Linked DNA regions of Sus scrofa: regions 1 and 2 are each linked to region 3. The links are chromatin contacts, called in public Hi-C and HiChIP or PLAC-seq maps. All regions are on one chromosome and are shown on one strand. Each heading gives the region's core, a stretch centred on a gene start, on an enhancer-like site or on the middle of the called end of the contact. The rest is flanking DNA. Distances are from core to core; before and after follow the strand shown. Region 1 holds the start of KIAA0141 (death ligand signal enhancer). Region 2 holds the start of PCDH1 (protocadherin-1). Region 3 holds the start of ARAP3 (arf-GAP with Rho-GAP domain, ANK repeat and PH domain-containing protein 3).

Region 1 (3,629 bases), core at 707-3,206, 200 kb before region 3:
CCCGCACAGGGACGAGGGGGTCGCGCCGAGGCGGGGGGGGTGGGTCGCAAGTGGCGAAGCTGAACAGCCTCAGAAGCAGAACCACTGAGAAGTGGGGCGGGAGCGGCCGCGGAGATGCGGGAGGGCGTTGCAGACGCCGTAGAGACGAGAGGGGGAGCATCTTCCCCGGGCCCTGAGGCTAGAGGAGGTGGGAGACACCAGGCCAGTGGCTGGAGGAGAGGAGCGTCAGGGACCGACGGAGGAAGCCGGTGGTCCGAGCTTTCCGCCCGAGGCAGTCGGCCTGGGGATGCAGCCCCAGGCCCGACTGGATAGGCGAGGAAAAACTGCGGGCGGGGTTCGGACTTGGGGGCTCCAGCTGCGGCTCACCACGGAGCCCCCGCTGAGCCCTTCTGCTGTCTGGGCCTCAGTCTGTCCCATAACAGGGTCAGATGGAGTGATCTCACTGGTCCTTCCTGGTTGGACAAGAACAGCTTGAATGGCCGCTTTCAAAATACCTACGAGGAGACTGGCCCCCTCCACACACACACACACCCCCCCCCGCGTGTTAATCAGAGCTCTCACCTTTAGACCCAGCCGGTGTTATCTGTGTGTCCTTTTGTTGAGCAAAGAATGGGACCTCTCACCACACTTGAGTCCATGAAATAAAGGAGCTCAAATTCAAAGTAAGCTTACACTTTCTCCTGGGTATGTGACTTCCACGTTGGTGGACGTCTATCTGGGGTACCTAGGTTTAGGCCCAGGCATATGTATGACAGGTGTAATGATTTGATCCAACAATTTTGAGCCATATGTCAGCCACCATCCTGGAATCCTGAGAAGACTGATGAGCAAAGAGCATTTGTGGTCCAGTGTCCTAAGAGTGGCCTCCAGAGTTCCACAAATGGTTTGAAGCCCAGCTTTCTTACTTTCTCGTTTGGTATTTTGGGACACCTAACCTTTTTAAAGCCTCAGGTTCTTCATGTATAAAACAGGAGAAATAACATCTCGTGCAATTATGAGGCTTAAAGAACACATTTAAAATGTTTAGCATGGTTTCTGGCACACAGTAAGAGCCTAATAAATGTAATTTGCTATTAATTGCAGTGGTGAAGGAGCTGCGTAGGCAAAGGGCATAGATAGGTTCCAAGAGAAGCGTGAGCACTGGGTGAAGGGACACCACGGAAGCGTTCATAAAAGCACCCGCATTTGAGCTGAACCTTTAAATATGAGCAAGAGGTCACTAGGGTTGTGAACTGCCAGCAGAAGAAACTGAATAAATAAAGGACCGGAAGTGTGAATACTGGGAAACTTCAGAAATACTCTTGTTTGGGGATTTGGGGCAGCCACCTCTCACACTCCTTGTGTGACTGCCTCAGAATCCAATAACACACATGCTGGTTCGACTCTCTTCTTGGTAGCACTTCTGCGCCCTCCCTCATGTCGCCTGTCTGCAGGCGATGTCATTTCTCAAGGCTTGGCCACACCCAGTTTCTCCGCAATGCCTCTCCAGTTGTTTGCTCTCCACTTTGCCCTGTTCCTGTAGCACCTGATTGCTTAGCACACAGTTGGGCAGTGATGACATGTCCTGTTACTTAATCATCTCATTTGGGTGACTCTCATCTCCCAGGTCTCCCTGAGGGCAGGGATGGCGGTTTCCCACTTGGCATCCCGCACGAGGCTGGACACCGTCAGCCCCCACCGTAGAGGTTCAGGCAACACCCGTTGGCTCGGCTGGACAGATGCCTTTGTGCTGATGATTATTGTGGACAAGACACCCGACCTCAGTCGTGGGATGTATTGATTTGCGTGGAAATGTATTCATTCCACGCATACTGAGGGCCCGCCAGTGTTTAAAGTGAGTTGAAAAATTTTGAAGACAATGTCTATTCTTAAATGGAAGATGGCATATTCCGATGTCTCTTTTCCCTCGAAGCCTTTTGAACGCTAACGGAGCACTGGAGTGAGGGCGTTTCACGAGGGCCGCTGGAGTCCTCCCTGCACCCTCGATGACCTGTTCAGTGCCACCAGAGAGATGACAACTTTGTTGCCTTGCCTTTCACTTGGCCTGAATTTCCAGGCCTGAACCATTAGCCATTCTCTTCTGCTCCCAAGGTTGCTCTGTGTTGCTGGCTTTCAGCCCAACGTCCATCGGACTAAATCCCTCTACAAAGGCACGCTGGCTAACTTACATCGGAACTTAGTGCCCAGACGCCCAGTTAATCACCTTTTGTTGACGCCATCGTGTACTAGAGAGTGTTTCTAGACATTTGTTGTTGCCTTCGTTTTGAGACCTTCTTAATTTGCATTCATCACATCTATAAGAGCTTATTCGGTGCTGGAGAATGTCCTGAGTATAGAGCAATTTTTTTTACATGATACAAAACATGGACGTGGTCCCTGCCTTCATGAAGAAGATTGTCTAGCAGAGCAGCCACCCTCAGTGGACAATTAAAATCCAGAATGATCCTTCAGTTATATATCGAAGCGTACCAAACATTCCAAATTTTGTGGCTTAAAACAAGCATTTTGTTATGACGTCACAATTCTGTGAATTGACCAGGCTCAGCTGGGTACCTGTGCCGGTCTCACTTGTGGTTTGTCATGAGGTGGCAGCTGGAGTCATATGAAACCTTGACCAGGCCTCTTTCTTTCTCCATGTTGTCCCAGGGCCCTTCCAGCTGGATAGGTGGACTTCTTAAACAGTGGCGCAGAGCTTTTAAAAGTTCAAAAGTGGAAACGGCCAGGCTTCTTCAGGCCTAGGCCTGGAACCCACAGCATGTCACTTCTCCCGCACTCTGTCAGGTAGAGCAATTCCCAGGGTCATCTCAGACTCAGTGTCGTGGGGAAAGACACAAGGGCACCAATACTGGGGGGGGTGTGATTTAAAGTATGGGGTGCTATAGGAACACCCAGAGGAGGCTCATAACCTAGATGTGGAAGTCAGGAAGACTGCCTGGAAGCGGCGACTGCTAACTGATGAACCTGAGTGATGAGACCTGGGAAGGGAAAATACACTTCGGGCAGGGGAAACAGCTGGTGAAAGAGCCAGGGAGGCAAAGAAAGCAAAATCTAAGATCAGTATGGGGAGTTCCCCCTATGGCACAGGGGCTTAAAGATCTGGCATTGTCTCTGTGGAGGCATGAGTTTGATTTCCAGCCCAGTGCAATGGGTTAAAGGACCCAGTGTTGCCGGAGCTGTAGTGTAGGTTGCAGCGGAAGCTCGGATTCAATCCCTGGCCTGGGAACTTCCATATACTGTGGATGTGGCCAAAAAAAAAAAAAAAAAAAGGGTCAGCAAGGCTATAGCTAGGGCAGGGGACAGTGGAGGGGGTGACATAGGATTGCAGCCCTTTACTCTAGAGAGCTAATGGGGCAGGATCATAAAATCTTATATGGCGCCACCCCGTGTCTGGACCCTGTCCTGAAGACGTGAAACATACCAGAAGGAATGAGGGGGCATGATCAGGCCAGAAGGATCCTGAAAGCCTATCGGCTGCTGTGGGGGGATGGTTTGGAGAGGGTCATGCCCTCATTTGCACCCTGTCCCTTCTAACCAGGGACCTGACCTTCATCACTGAGAAGGCTGAGTCACTGCCTCAGCACTGATACCAGTTCTTTTGGCTTTTTGTTAGTGGGAATGTGTATTATTAA
Region 2 (3,658 bases), core at 300-2,799, 170 kb before region 3:
CTGTGGAAGGTTTCTTGTCTCTGGGCCACTGATTCCTCCCTTGGAGCTGTGCGCAGTGATGGGGAGCATATGAGTTTTGCAGGGGACGAAAGAAGCCACTTACAGGACAGATCCTTCTTTCACTAGCCCACCCCCTCTCCCATCCAGAGCCCCCCACCTGGGCCCTTAGGGCTGAGGGCTGGGAGTGCGGACTAGAGCAGGGCTCAGGCCAGAAAGGAAGTCCCGCTGGGGGGAGAGATCTTAGGAAGCCCTTGGCTGGCCAGAGGGCCCACCCTTAACCTTGAAGAGTGTTCCACTGAGAAGTCAAGTATCGGAGGGGAGGGAGCAGAGGAAATAGACAAGGGACAGAAGAGTGGCAGAGATGGGAAATGGGGACAGACAGGGGGAGGAGTCAGAGGCCAGGGCCCAGAAAGGCCCAGCAACCAGGCATCCCATAATAGGGCTTTTCACGCCCGGCCACAGGCCTTGCCAGGGACAGCCTTTCTCACTCTTCTGACCTAGAACGCTGCGTTGGCCTACAAGTGGCAAGAGGCTAGAGATGGTATGGGACTGGGGCACTGGCCAGCCTGGGGTACCAACCCCTGAGCGAAGGGAAAGGCGTTCCCAGGCTGCTCGGCGACCTCTAGATGGCGCCAGAGAGCCGGAGCTGAGCAGGAGAAACTGAGCACCGAGTGTGTGAGACACTGCGTGTGACACCGTGTGTGACTCGGTGTGGAGGGAGCGTGTGGCACTGCGAGGGCGTGTGACACGGGCCGTGACACCGCACGGCTTCGTGGGGTAGGGGCCCTCGTGACTCTCTGTGCATGTGCGTGTGTCCCTGGTAAATGTGTTGGGGCCACAGCTCCAAGGCGCCCAGAGGGCAGGTGCCTGGGGGACCCTCTCAAGGCCCCAGCTCAGGCGCGTCACCTCACCCCCACACTTGTATATCTCCCCATCCTCATTCTCGGGGAGCCCCCGGGTCCCCTTACCTTGCCCCTCCCACGGTCCCCTCCAAGCCCCACCCCCACGGCTTGCGCGGCCACCGAGGCTGACCGCTCTGCGGCTTCGGCCAGAGGGGGAGGGGCGGCCTTCCCCGGAGCGCAGTGGGGAGGGAGGGCCGCTCGGGGGTGCCGTGGGGGTCTGGGCGGCAAGAAGGCGGATCTGGGGGAGCAGATGCCCAGAGAAGACGCCGGGGGAGACATTTCCCCAGCCTCGACTTCCCCGCGGGCAGGGTAGGGGACAGGTGTTCGAGGCAGCTTAGAAAAGCAATTCGGGAGGGGTCCCAGATGGGGGCGCGGGGGGGGGGGGCGCTGAGAGGAAGAGCAGCAGCCAGGGAGGGGGACAGCCTGCGTCTGCTCGCCTTGGGGGGCGGGGAGCTAGCAAAAGGGGTCCTGGCTTTGGGGAGCGGTGCTCGGGTCCCCTCCCAGCAGGACCAGAGCGGTCCTGAGCTCCACCTCCCGGCGGGCGGAGGGGGGACGCCGAGTGGCGGGCGGGCGGGCGGGCGGGCCGGCCGGGAGGGAGGGGGAGGGAGGGGGCGGGCCCGGCTGTGCGCTCTGCTCGCTGCTGGCTCCGCCGCCGCCGCCGCCGCCGCCACCGCCGCCGCCTCACACACACTCGGGGAGCGGGAGCGCGGCGCGGACGCCGAGCCGCCGGGGCTGCTGCGCCCAGAGCCAGCCGGAGCCGGAGCCGGAACCGCAGCGCCAGCCCGAGGGAGCCGCAGCCCGGGCCGGGGCCGGGGGCGGCTCATGGACTGCAGGGCCCGCGGCCGGCGCTGCCCCGAGGCGGGTAAGGATAGGTGGCGGTGGAGGCGGTGGAGGCGGTGGTGGCTCCCGGCCGGGAGCGGCCATGGCCGGCGGGAGCCGAGGGAGGGGCGCTCAGCCGAGCGAGGCCACCGGGGCCCAGTCGGGGCTGGGCGCGCCGAGGCAGAGGTGGGGGCGGCTGGGAGCTCGGAGTGGGGGTGGCGGCCGGGGCACCCTGGCTTTTAAGGTCCGCCGCCCGAAGCCGAGCGCGGAGAGGGGGTGCTGGACCGGACCCCAGCTAGGCGTCCTGCACTCCGGCGCGCTTGGAGCCGCGGGGATCCGGGGGCTCGGGGAGCGCAGGGGATGGAGATGGTTTGGGGAAGCGCGCAGCCTCGGGGGGGGGGGGCTCCCCGCGGACGGAGCCAGCAAGGACCCTCACCCACCATGCACACACACACTTGTTGGGCGACCGGTTCGGATCACTCAGGCGCCTGCAGCTCCCCGGGGGCACCCGGAGGGCCAGACGACGGACATAGGCACACGCATACATACATATGTGCACACAGGCAGACCTCCCGCCCACAGGCGCCCACTGGGGCACCGTCACTAGCTCAGAATCCGCCTGGGCGTCTTCACGCTCAGCTGCACGGACACACAAACCGTGGCCATAGAGAGCAACAGAGCACAAGCGGGTGTGATGTTCGGCGACATGGACACACAAACACAATCTCATGTATGTCACGGCCACAGTTCTCCAGTTGAACATTCAAAACCCAGCCTCGCACACACACACACACACACATACACACATATTCCTTTAAGGAACACACCCTAACATAAATTATGTTACACTCCCTGGCCGGAACATAGTACACAATACACGTCTGGCTTGCACCCCTTGGGTGCACCCATAAACACAGAACCCAGTGTCTCAGCCCACGCCTTGACGGCACACACCCTAACACAGCAAGTGGCACCCCAAACAGCGCCTCACGGTCACAAACACGGAATCCACTGCTTCACACATCTTAACAGTGGGTGTCACAAACACCTTCCACCAACAGTGTCACATTACACCTTGCAGCGTACACACGCGAACACACAACGCTCTCTGCCTCGCTCTCAGAGGCCGGATTCCATCAGGGGAAGCCGCCGGGCCGCCCGGGAAGCCCCTGGCGCCCCTTTCCCGGTATCCGGACCGTGTTAGTGTAAATATCGGCCAGCGGGAACCCTAGGGGCAGGCCGGCCTCGCTCCCGGGCGAGCGCCTCCCCACCCCCACTCCGGGGCCGGCCGGCCGGCCGGGTGTTCCCGGAACGAGCTGGACCTGGCAGGCCGCGCCATCCCGCCTGCCCGGCGCTCCCGGGCCCTAGGTCCCTGTGCAGAGGGGGCGAGCCCTGGGCGGTGTTTGCGACCCTCTTCGAACCGTTTCGCTGCGTTCTCCGAGCCACCTGGGTCCCCAGCACGCCTCGGCCCCGCACACCTGTCTGTCCCTCACACCTGGGCGTCCCCTCCGCCTGGTCCCGGCTGCAGGCCAGCGTCGCGGGCGCGGCAAGGCCCGGGGACCAGGCCGGAGCCCGCGGCCCGCGCAGGGGCGAAGCTGGCCGGCGAGGCTCGCGCCCCTTACCCCCGGCGGCCCCGGGAGCCCAGACCTCTGGGTTCTGTTTCTCAGCAGCGCTCGGCGACCATTCCTTCCAGCCGGAATCACGCCGGCGGCTTTGGGGGCTCTGAGTGCTGAGCGGGAGCCCAGACCCCGATCTGGCCGCCGCCGAGGGTCCGTTTCCGAGAATTTCTCCTCCCCGCCCGGCTCGCCGCTTTGTGATCCCGGCGCCGGCTCCCTCCCCGCCCCCGCCGGGCTCCCGCTGCGCTGCCCCCGCCGACGCCGGGCTGCGGGGCACCCTAGGCGGCGGCCAGAGCTGCGGAGGAGGGATTCCCCGCAGCC
Region 3 (4,046 bases), core at 206-2,705:
GGTCTCCTTATCTGCAAAATGGAGGTGATAAAATCCCCTATCTTAAGGGTCATTGTGAGAATTAAAATGTGCAGAGCAGCAGTTCCCACTGTGGCGAAGAGGAAATGAATCTGACTAGCGTCCATGAAGACGCAGGTTCGATCCCTGGCCTTGCTCAGTGGGTTGAGGAACTGGTGTTGCTATGAGCTGTGGCATAGGCTGGCAGTTGTGGCTCGGATTCTACCCCTAGCGTGAGAACTTCCACATGCGGGTGTGGCCCTAAAAAGCAAAAAGAAAAAAAAAAAGAAAAAAATTTGCAGAGCAATGTTTGCACAGGGCCTGGGACATAGCTCTCAATAATCGGTAGCCATTACTATGGCCATTTTAAGTATTATTATCATTCTCTTTCTCAGACCCAAGGGCTCCAAGAGGCTGAAAACGGCAGTCCCTTTCCAAGCTGGAGCAGCTGGGGGAGGTGGGGACCACTTCCCCACATCCCCCTCGCCTTCCCCTGAAGCAGGGGTCTCCCCCGAGCTACTGACAGTTCCTGTGTCTGCTGACTCACAGCCAACTTCCTCTGGTACAAACAGGAAAGCACGGTCGGCCAGCAGGCGCCCCCCCACCCCCCCCAACACCGCACAGCTAAGGGCCAGCCCAGCTCGGAGGGGGAAGTGCCTCAGGCCCTGGGGGACGCGCTCCCAGGCGGGGCTCCAGGCAAGCTCGCAGGGGGGAGAAGTGCCGGTTCTCCGCAGGCACCCCAGTCCCCTCCCAGTCCCCTCCTGAAGAAAACACTGCAGCGGGGGGGGGGGGGGGGTAGAAGAGGCTTCGCCCCAGGATGGAAAGGCTGCCTGCTGGGTCGTGTGCAGCCCCAAGTCCTGCTCTGGGAGGAGGGCTGGTGCTTTGCTGGCCCTCATTGGGGCGGGGGAGTGGGGGAGGCCAGGCCAGGCTCTCGGGGAGGGAGAAGCAGGTGAGGAAGCCTCTGCAGGGCCTCGGCCTCTCTCCTCCAGGCCGGGAGGTGGGCCCTGAGGGTGCCCAGCTGGCAGTGCTGGGCTGTCATCGACGTGCGGATGGACTCCCGCTTCTGGTCCCCTTCCCTCGATAACTGAGAACCAGCGTCCTGCCACCCTGCTGGGCGGAGGACAGGTGCCCTGGAGGCTTAGGGCTCTGTCCTTCTCCCTCCGCGGGAAGAGCCGAGGGGACGCAAAGCTGTCCTCCGCAAGCGCTCTCCTTCCCGCTCTGGTTCCACCCCCGCCTCTTCGCCCCTCTGGCTAAAGCTGTCACGGCCTCCAGCCCTGTTCCGGTCCCCCCCTTTCTTGGCCCCTAAAGGGGCCGAGCTGGCCGAGCCGGGAGATAAGCGCCGCGGTTGGGTAAGGAGCCCAAACCTGCTCGAGGCCGCCGCTTGCACAAGGAGCGGCCGGGGCCCCGCGGAGGGAACCGACGAGCGGGACGGGGCGGGGCCCGGCGGGGGAGGGCGGGGGGGGGAGGCGGGGCCGGCGCGGCGGGACCGGAGCCTCGGACGGCGCGGCGGCACCGAGGAGCGGACGGCGGGCGCCTAGTGAGGTGAGGACCCCCGCGGGCCCCTGCCTCGCAGACTCCTCCCCATCACCTCCTCGAGGGCCCTCGTGGGCTCCCCGGGCCCCCGCGCGCCGGCGGCCCTGCCCTCCCCGCCCCCCCCCGGCCTTCCCCCCCGCGCCGCCCGCCGCCCGCCGCCCCTCCTCCGCTTGCGGCCCCTGCCCCCTCCCTCCTTGCCCCCTCCCTCGTCGCAGCCCCCGCAGCCCCGGCCCCTGGCCCCCCCGCATTCCTGCCCCGCGCACCTCCTGGTTCCCAGTCCCGTGCCCTCGGGTCGCGCCTGAGTCACCGGGAAACGGGGCTCTGAGTCAGGGCCGGAGGTACAGCGCTAGCTTGGGGAGGGGGCTCCGGCTACAGAGAGGCCAGAGCTGCCTCTGAGGCCAGAGGGAGCCCTAGTCGGGACCCCGCAGGAGACAAACAGGGAGAGAGCCGTAGGGGCAGAGGCAGCGACGCAGGTCCGAGAGCAGATCGATTCCAATTGGAGACTGAGGCAAGAGGCGTATTGACAGAGAACGAGGAGAGGGACAAAGATGGGTCAGAGGTAGAGAGGGAGTTGGGCAGAGACAGGCAGGGCGTAGAGGGGAGACCCAGGGAGACCCAGTCCAGGTAGGTCTCCCTATAGACCAGGGTCTGGGTCAGGCTGGCCGAATGGGACAGAGCCTCAGAGACCCGGGTCCCAAGGCACACGCGGGGCAAAGGAAAGCTCCACAAAGGAGGCGTGGAGGAAGCAGAGGTAGGGATGTCATTTCACACCGCTGGGTCCCCACAGGGTGGGCGCGCCTGTGCGCATACACGTGTGGGAACAACGTGCGGCAGGTGGGTGCGCAGTGGGGGCCCCGGGGGACCCAGGCGTCCCGTCCCTCTGGTCCCGCTCTGGCCCAGCTCTCCGCCCCATCCTCACTCCCCAAGTGGCCTCTGCCCAGATGTTGGTACTGCTCAGGGCCCTCTGGGCAGCCTGACCAAGGCAGGCAGGATGTGGGGGCGGCCCTGGCTGGAGGGACAGGAAGGAAGTCTGAGCGGAGACAATAGGTGGAAGGGGAGGAGGAGCTGGGAGCCCCAGGGATTCGGACGATGGCCTGAGGACGATGGCCGGAGCCTGGGCCTGGGCTCTGGAAACCAGCGGGAGTGGGACCTGCATCCCCCTCTCCTCTCGTGCCACAGCTGCCCCTGTCCCCACTTCATGCCACAGCGGGATCCGGCCACTTCATGGGCGCCTCCTGCCCACGGCCTCTCTCACCCTGGCCCCTGCAGAGCCCGGCGTCTTGTCCCAGGCGTACCTAGCTGAGGGGAGCAATGCGGAGGCAGGGCTCTGCCCCAGACCCGGAGTGGCGGGGCTGGGGGCTCAGCACCACCGCCCACTGGCCTCTCCCCTCCCTGTGCCTTAGTTTCTTCATCTGCCACTGAAGGGGTTCGCCTCCGATGAGAAGGCCCTTTCTGACGTTCTGGGCTGGCTCTGTCTCCAGATCACAGCCCTCTGGTGCTTTTTCTTTGAAGGCAGGCTGGGTCTGGTGCCCCCTGTCCAGGCCTCAGACTCTGGGGCAGGGAGGGGGAATCGCAGCCTGAGCCCTCCCTTCACCTGCCCCTCCCCCCAGCAATGGCCTGAGCCCCCATGGCTGCCCCTCAGGACCTGGACATCGCTGTGTGGCTGGCCGCGGTGCACCTGGAGCAGTATGCAGACGCGTTCCGGCGGCAAGGCCTGGCTACAGCGGGTGCAGCCCGGGGCCTGGGCCACGAGGAGCTGAGGCAGTTGGGCATCAGCGCCACAGGGCACCGGAAGCGCATTCTGCGCCTGCTGCAGGCAGGCGCTGCAGAGGGCTCCCCAGATCCCCGGCCGGACAGTGCCATGGAGCCATCACCCAGCCCAGCCGCCCAAGCCCAGCCCGCCAAGCCTGTGCCTAAGCCCAGGACGGTATTCGGTGGGCTCAGTGGCTCCACCCCCACCCAGAGGCCTGGCTTGACTTCGGCCCTCTGGAGGCCAGAAGCAGCCGGGAGCGCAGAGTCCAGCCCGAAGTCCCCCTCTGTCCCCGCGTTCTCCGCTGAGCAGTCTTCAGCCTTGAACACCGTGGAGATGATGCCCAATGCCATCTACTTTGGCCTGGACCTGAGAGGCGGGGCACAGGCGGCTCAGGACACGTGAGTGAGACTGGTTTCCTGGGGATCTGGCGCTGGGCAGGGGCAAGAAGGAGCAGGGCCTGGGGGCTTGTCCTTCCTTCTCTCTCCCTTAGTGACCCCCGGACTGTTCCCCTTAGGGCTCCAGACAGCGCCCAGGCAGCTGCCCCCACCCCTGCCCTCAGGCCCGCAACAGGCACAGGTAGGTGGGCGATCAGGGGTTGGGGAAAGGGGGCGGGGTCCTTCAGGGTCTCTGACCCCACCGGCCTCTGCCCCGTCTCCCCCTGTCTCTGGCCAGTGCACATCATGGACCCTGGCTGCCTGTACTATGGTGTCCAGCCTGTGGGGGTCCCAGGGGCCCCCGACAGAAGAGAAGGCAGAGGTGTCTG

The links. Hi-C and Micro-C count contacts between places; a contact is called where the count stands out from the background. HiChIP or PLAC-seq counts read pairs in DNA pulled down with a chosen protein or histone mark.
Region 1: a contact with region 3 is called in an H3K27ac HiChIP or PLAC-seq map of skeletal muscle. The contact joins the promoter of KIAA0141 here to the promoter of ARAP3 in region 3. A contact is called at or near these places in 1 of 5 promoter capture datasets (fetal skeletal muscle), 6 of 47 Hi-C or Micro-C datasets (blood, embryonic fibroblasts, heart right ventricle and 2 more) and 2 of 2 datasets of contacts at active chromatin or transcription factors (alveolar macrophages and skeletal muscle).
Region 2: a contact with region 3 is called in a Hi-C map of skeletal muscle, with 4 times the contacts expected there. The contact joins the promoter of PCDH1 here to the promoter of ARAP3 in region 3. A contact is called at or near these places in 2 of 5 promoter capture datasets (fetal liver and skeletal muscle), 8 of 47 Hi-C or Micro-C datasets (alveolar macrophages, blood, embryonic fibroblasts and 5 more) and 1 of 2 datasets of contacts at active chromatin or transcription factors (skeletal muscle).

Annotation. Positions count from the first base shown.
Region 1 is chr2:143,526,192-143,529,820 of Sscrofa11.1, reverse strand. KIAA0141 (death ligand signal enhancer) reads right to left here and starts at 1,956. Exons shown (of 12, transcript XM_021084941.1): 1 at 1-1,956.
Region 2 is chr2:143,499,095-143,502,752 of Sscrofa11.1, reverse strand. It overlaps PCDH1 (protocadherin-1), which reads left to right and starts at 1,549. Exons shown (of 6, transcript XM_021084940.1): 1 at 1,549-1,764. The coding sequence starts at 1,725.
Region 3 is chr2:143,324,997-143,329,042 of Sscrofa11.1, reverse strand. It overlaps ARAP3 (arf-GAP with Rho-GAP domain, ANK repeat and PH domain-containing protein 3), which reads left to right and starts at 1,455. Exons shown (of 33, transcript XM_003124002.4): 1 at 1,455-1,539; 2 at 3,141-3,681; 3 at 3,798-3,859; 4 at 3,956-4,046. The coding sequence starts at 3,158.